Regions from separate parts of the Pan troglodytes genome. Here region 1 is linked to region 2. A link is a contact called in public HiChIP or PLAC-seq data. All regions are on one chromosome and are shown on one strand. The core of a region is the stretch at or near the end of the contact, and the rest is flanking DNA. Distances in the headings are between cores, read along the strand shown.

Region 1 (2,700 bases), core at 107-2,606, 130 kb after region 2:
GAAGGGGACCCAGGTGGAAGGGGACGCGAACGAATTCCCAAGGCCGTCTCAGGGTGCCCGCGCACCGGGAAATGGGGAACCCTACGAGGGGGCAGGAATGACTCAGGCTCCCGAAAGCAGGAGTAGGCAGTGAGGGGGTGCGTGTGTACTTCTCTCGGGCCTGGTTATGAATGTGTGTCTGGGGTTGGCGTATGGGGGGAGTGTGCGTCTGTGAATGAGTGTAGGTGTGTCAGTCAATGAGTGCCTTCGGGGTCGCAGGGGCGTCGGGACGGAGTGGGGCAGCGACCAGGAGGCTGGTGTGTGCACGCGTGCGTGAGCGCGTGGGCAGGGTGGCACGTTCGGGCCGCGTGTCACGTGAGACGCGAGGGGACTGTCCGAGGTGTGTGCGCGCGCTGGAGCGTTATGTGCACCCCGGAGAGGGGGCTCGGCAGGGAGCTGTGAGTTCAGACAGCGGGGCCCCCAGGTCGGGCTGCAGGAGCTTGGGGTGCAAAGGGCTCCGGCGCAGGCTCCAATTCAATCCACCCCCCCCCCTCCGCCACCCACAGGCCCATCTAAGTGCCAGGGAAACGCGAGTGACTGGGTCTGAGTAAGGAGTGTGTGCGCGCGTTTGTAGGGCCGGCCCCACCTTTAACCCTCTCCTTCCCACGCCATCCCCTCCTCCCAGCTCCGCGCGCCAGCGCTTACCACACCCCCCCAGACCCCCGCCCGCCCCTCTGCGCCCACCCCGCTGGCGGGGCTCTGCCCCCGAGGCCGCCCCACAAATGCCTCCTTCCTCCGCATTCCTCTCTGGGCCCAGCGCCCGGGTGAGCGCAATGGAAGGCGGCTGGGGAAGGGGTGAGTGCCTCTGTCTGCCCGGGCCCCTCCTGCGGCCCCTTTAAGAGCCGCCCTTTAAACCCCTTTCGCTCGGCCGACAGAAATTGTCGCCCCTCCCCTCTCGGGGGCCAAGACCACGCAGCCCCCTCCCCCACAACCGGCCGAGCCCTGGGCCCCCGGACACCCTCTGGGGGCCGGGGAAGGGGCTCCGGGAGTGGCGCGGCCTGAGGAACGGCGGCGGAGGGGGACGCGAGGGGATGAGGGCGGCCGACACCGGACCCCTTCCCTCCCAGCCATCCCGTGCGGCTGCCAGCCGCCCTCCTGCCGCCTCCTCCTGCCTACCCCGCGACCCCTGGGGCCCGGCCCGGGCGCCGCTCCCCTCCCCCAGCCCTAGCCCCAGCCGGGGACTCACAGCTGCTGCCGGTTCCTGCTTGTAATCGCAGCTTACCCCCTCCGCCTGCTCCCTCCCCAAACGGGCACCAGTGCCCCCACCCCCCTGGTACCGCGCTCTGCTCCTCGCCCTGTCGCCGCCGCCGGGTCTCTCCCCACCCCCCACCCCTCCCCCCAACCCCCTCCCTCCCGTCCGCCCCGCTCCTCCTCCGCCGCCGCCGCCTCCTCCGCCTCCTCCCCGGCTGCTCCAGGTTTCTCCAGCTGGGAAGGCGCCCCGGACCCCGCCGCTGCCACCACCACGTGGCGAGAGGCGGCGGCCCCCACGGTGCGGCCCTTCCTGGCAGCGCGCCCGGAGCCCACCGGCTCCCTGCGGCGCCAGCGGCCCGCGCTGGCGCCCCCTCCCCGACGCCTCCCGGCGCAGTGTGGCGTGGTGGCGTGTGTTGGGGGCGTCTGCGGTCAGTGCAGGGGCCCGGCTGATGCTTTGGTTGTTTTGGTTGTTTAGTTATGGGCTGTATATTTGGGGAGGAAGTGGGGCTATTTATTTGGATTTTTTTTTTTTTTTTTTTTTTTTTTTTTTTGGTCTTTGCGCTTTTGAGAAGGAAATCATTAGACCTGCTCTTCGTTGCTCTTGGTAAAAGGGGCATTGCTGCGATAAATACATTGAACATAGGGTACAGAGAGATTAGAGTTAAAGCTGTAACTTCTTTGGAAGTGAGAGTAAACTAAGGAGGTCAAAGATTCATTCATGAAGAAGGGCAGCCATCCCCCTCCCCACACACCACTCCCCGGCCACCCTCAAGTACCCACAGGTCAGGGAAATGAAGAAACAACAGATGTCACCCTGTGCACAAAGATTATTTGAGCACCTGCTAAACTGCTGGGCAAGAGAAACAAGTTTTTTGCTACTTTCCTGCTGTGTGACCTTGGGCAAGTTACCTTAACCTTTCTAAGCTGGAGATCATGCCCCACCTAAGCACTCTCATGGAGGAAGAATGGGGATCAGAACTAAATACAGCAGCCTGCGAATGCTCAGGAAGTGTTAACGATGTCATTTTGAGTATTGCCTGGTGGATTAAATAATGGGGACAGAGGCATGGTCAGCCTAGCTGCAGGTAGAGAATGATCAGGGGAACCCTGGAGCAGTCTGGCTGAAGAGCATCCTCTGTGGACAGGGAGGCAAAGCCCGGAAGCAGGGGATAAGCTGGGCGGGGGCTTTTGGCAGATTCAGCCTTAGCTGCGAAGACTGCTGGGAACCTGAGCCTACCTTTTTGGCTCCTGAGGTGGGATGGGGGTGGGAATCTCCGAGGGGGAGGATGGAAGGAAAAGGTTTCTTGCTCTCTCTGAGCTTTGAAAAGCAGCAGCTGCCATCTTTCCTCACTGCTGGGAGAAAATTGGACTGAGAGGTGAGCTTCTACCAGGAGGGCCAGCCAGAGCTCTAGACTCGTTCTCTTCATAGAAGGGGGGATTCTCAGTGGCTTCCTTCCTCCTCCTCCTGCT
Region 2 (2,700 bases), core at 138-2,637:
AGGATTCTCTATTAATGGGGAATTCTGAGAGCTCTAGGGTAGGAGGCCTCATGCAAGTCTTCATGAACCAGAAATTCCTAATAAAGGAGACGGGATGCTTAACTCGGAGTCCACCATCATCCTTGATTGGAGCACATTCTGGGTGGATGCAGGGGTGACCCGGGGAAGGTGGCTGTTCAACATTCCTTCTCGGACTTGAAGCAATGCCACTGCTTCCTTAGTCTTGGACAGGCACTGTCTGGCAGGGTTGACCTGCAGCAGCTCTTTTGTGGCCTGGGCCAGGACCAGCTTCCCCCAGTGCCTCGCCCTGTGCTGTATGCCCAGGGATGTTCAATCACTGGGAAGTGGCTTAAAAGGCCCTTGAGGCTCCTGGATGCCAGAGCTTGTCTGGTCAGTGCTGCCCAGTGCTCCTGTCCCTCCCAGAACCCTGCCAGGTGCTAACAACACCCTCCTCCTGGGGTGGCTGGAGCAGCGCTGAGGCTCTGAATAAAGGCAAGACAGTGGGTGTTCCCGAGAGATATGTGAGACCCTGAAACGTAAACCAAGCTCGGTGAGGATGAAGTGGAAGGGATAAGTGGCCTATGTCACTTTTGGAGTCAGAGAAGAAACTTGAATCACATCCTTCACCTGAGGCCCCACCTACTTCTTTCCAGAAAACTTAGCTGCGCTTGAAAATGTAGGTCTATGCCACATTCATTTGAATGAATTTTAGATCTTTGTTAAGAGCCGATTTTTCATTAGAATTGAGCAGCTGGGCACAGTACTCCAGCAGAAGGGTAAAAGGAAGGGAGGGGACCAGCATTGCAGCCCTTTTAACAGCAGCTGTGACTGCCCCAGGCCTGCTCCTGATCAGAGACTGCAGGCTGTGGGGTGTCTTCGTACACACAAGCACTTTCAGATCTCCATGGGGCCTGACCTAGTGGGGCATCACCCCAATGAAGGGCCTCAGTGTGGGGACTGCTGGCTGTCCCTTTCCTGGCTTGACTGCCCCTGCTGACTGTGCTCTTGGCACTCTCTTATGGTCCCAGAGGGGGCATCTGTCCCTCCACCATCAACCTGATACTTTTGCTGGCTCCAAATTTTGCAGTCTATTTTCAGATGTAAAATGAGAGGCAGGGGGCGGGGATTAATTAGGAATTGGCCTTGGGTACTAACAGGGTCACTGCCATGCTAGTCTGAATAAATCCTTTATCACCACTGGCATACAGCCAACAGTTCCCCAGTCCTCTGATCTATCTGGAACCATGCCCAGCGGGGACTGTGCCCCCACTCCCAAGCCACACCGATGCTAGGGCAGTCTGCTCAGCCCTGAGTCCTCCGGGGAGCAGGGGGGCAGAGCTGAGCGGCTGCCCGGAGCTTGGCGGGAGGAGGGGACAGGGGAGAGGGAGGTGGGGAGATCCGGCTAGAGGGGAGGCTCCGACGTCTCCTTCCTTCCTGGTTCCTGCAGCAGCTGCTGCCACTGCTCAGCGCGGTGAGGAGGGAGCCGGTGACTCGGAGACGGTGACTCAGAGGCAGAGCGGCGCGAGGGCCAAGGAGTACTGGCGTCCATGGACCCTGGGGTAAGGGGGCTGCGTGGCAGCAGCTGACATTCCTGAGAAGAGCTCCCTCCCACCTGAAGCTGGTGGGTCTGCTCCTGAATGGAGGTGGAGAGGGGGCACCCACCTGGCTCACCTAGACCCTTCACCTGCCTACCGATAGAGCCTCCCCCTCTACCCACAAGCAGTGAGGGGCCAGGATCCCCACAGGGCCAGGAGAAGGGCCCAGAGATACCTGAACACCGGAAGAGTTTGAGAACTTTCAATGGCTGAATGCAAGAGTTTCCTCCCAGGTCAGCCTCTTGCAGCAAGGGTCCCTCTGCCCCAACCTCCTGGGCACCCGTTCCTGCCACATCCCTGTCCCCTCTGGGCCTCAGTTCCTCAGGTGCTTGCTAGCTCCATTAGAAGATCTGGGCTGCTTCCCCCACCTCAAACCAGCCTCGCCCCTCCAGTCCCCTCCCCCGTCTCACACATGCAGAGCCTCATGCATTATTGATCTCCCGGTGGAGCCAGGATGGCCAGGGCCAGTGCCAAGGGTGCCTGTGGGCACTGCTGCAGGACCTGTGCAGACCTGGGCATGTCCTAGGCCCCCTCTTCTCTCATGAAGTATCTCCGTTAGCCCAATGTCCTGCCCTCTCTGGGTGGGTGGCACTTCTCAGAGCCCCAAGGACTGTGAGGGTAGACAGGGGATGGTGAGGCTTTAGGGGGCACTGAGGGTCCAAAGAGGGCATCCTAGGGGCATGTTTGGTGGGAGGAGACATGGGAAAATGGGGGCTATCTCAGGCCTCAGTTTCTCCAAGCACTAGATAATATGGAGATTAATTGGTGGGAGGCTGGGGAGTTTTCTGCAAGATCATGGCAGAGAAGTCTCTGAGCTACCGTGGCAGGGTGGAGGGGTCCTGAAGGCAGAGGCAGCTGGATTGAGGAGGTCTCGCTTGTCCAGTCTCTGAACCCCTCTGTCTCTTCTTGGAGCCTCTTCTGTCACTCCCTTGCTTCACCTCTGAGCACTCCCAGGGAAGCCTCTAAAGAAAGCACTGAATGTTTCTTGGAGCCCCAGAGTATGTGCCCAAGGCGGGGCTGGGCATATGTCTTGTGGTTTTCCCTGGGCACCTGCCCGTCTGCTGTGTGCTAGTTCACTCTCAGGGCAGTGTCCATATCAGGTGAA

What was found. HiChIP or PLAC-seq counts read pairs in DNA pulled down with a chosen protein or histone mark.
Region 1: an H3K4me3 HiChIP or PLAC-seq map of stem cell-derived excitatory neurons shows a contact between it and region 2, with 6 times the contacts expected there. The contact joins the promoter of TBKBP1 here to the promoter of OSBPL7 in region 2.

What each region holds. Positions count from the first base shown.
Region 1 is chr19:20,397,113-20,399,812 of NHGRI_mPanTro3-v2.0_pri, forward strand. It overlaps TBKBP1 (TBK1 binding protein 1), which reads right to left and starts at 1,357. Exons shown (of 10, transcript XM_016931568.3): 1 at 1,317-1,357.
Region 2 is chr19:20,269,514-20,272,213 of NHGRI_mPanTro3-v2.0_pri, forward strand. OSBPL7 (oxysterol binding protein like 7) reads left to right here and starts at 1,388. Exons shown (of 23, transcript XM_016931563.3): 1 at 1,388-1,559.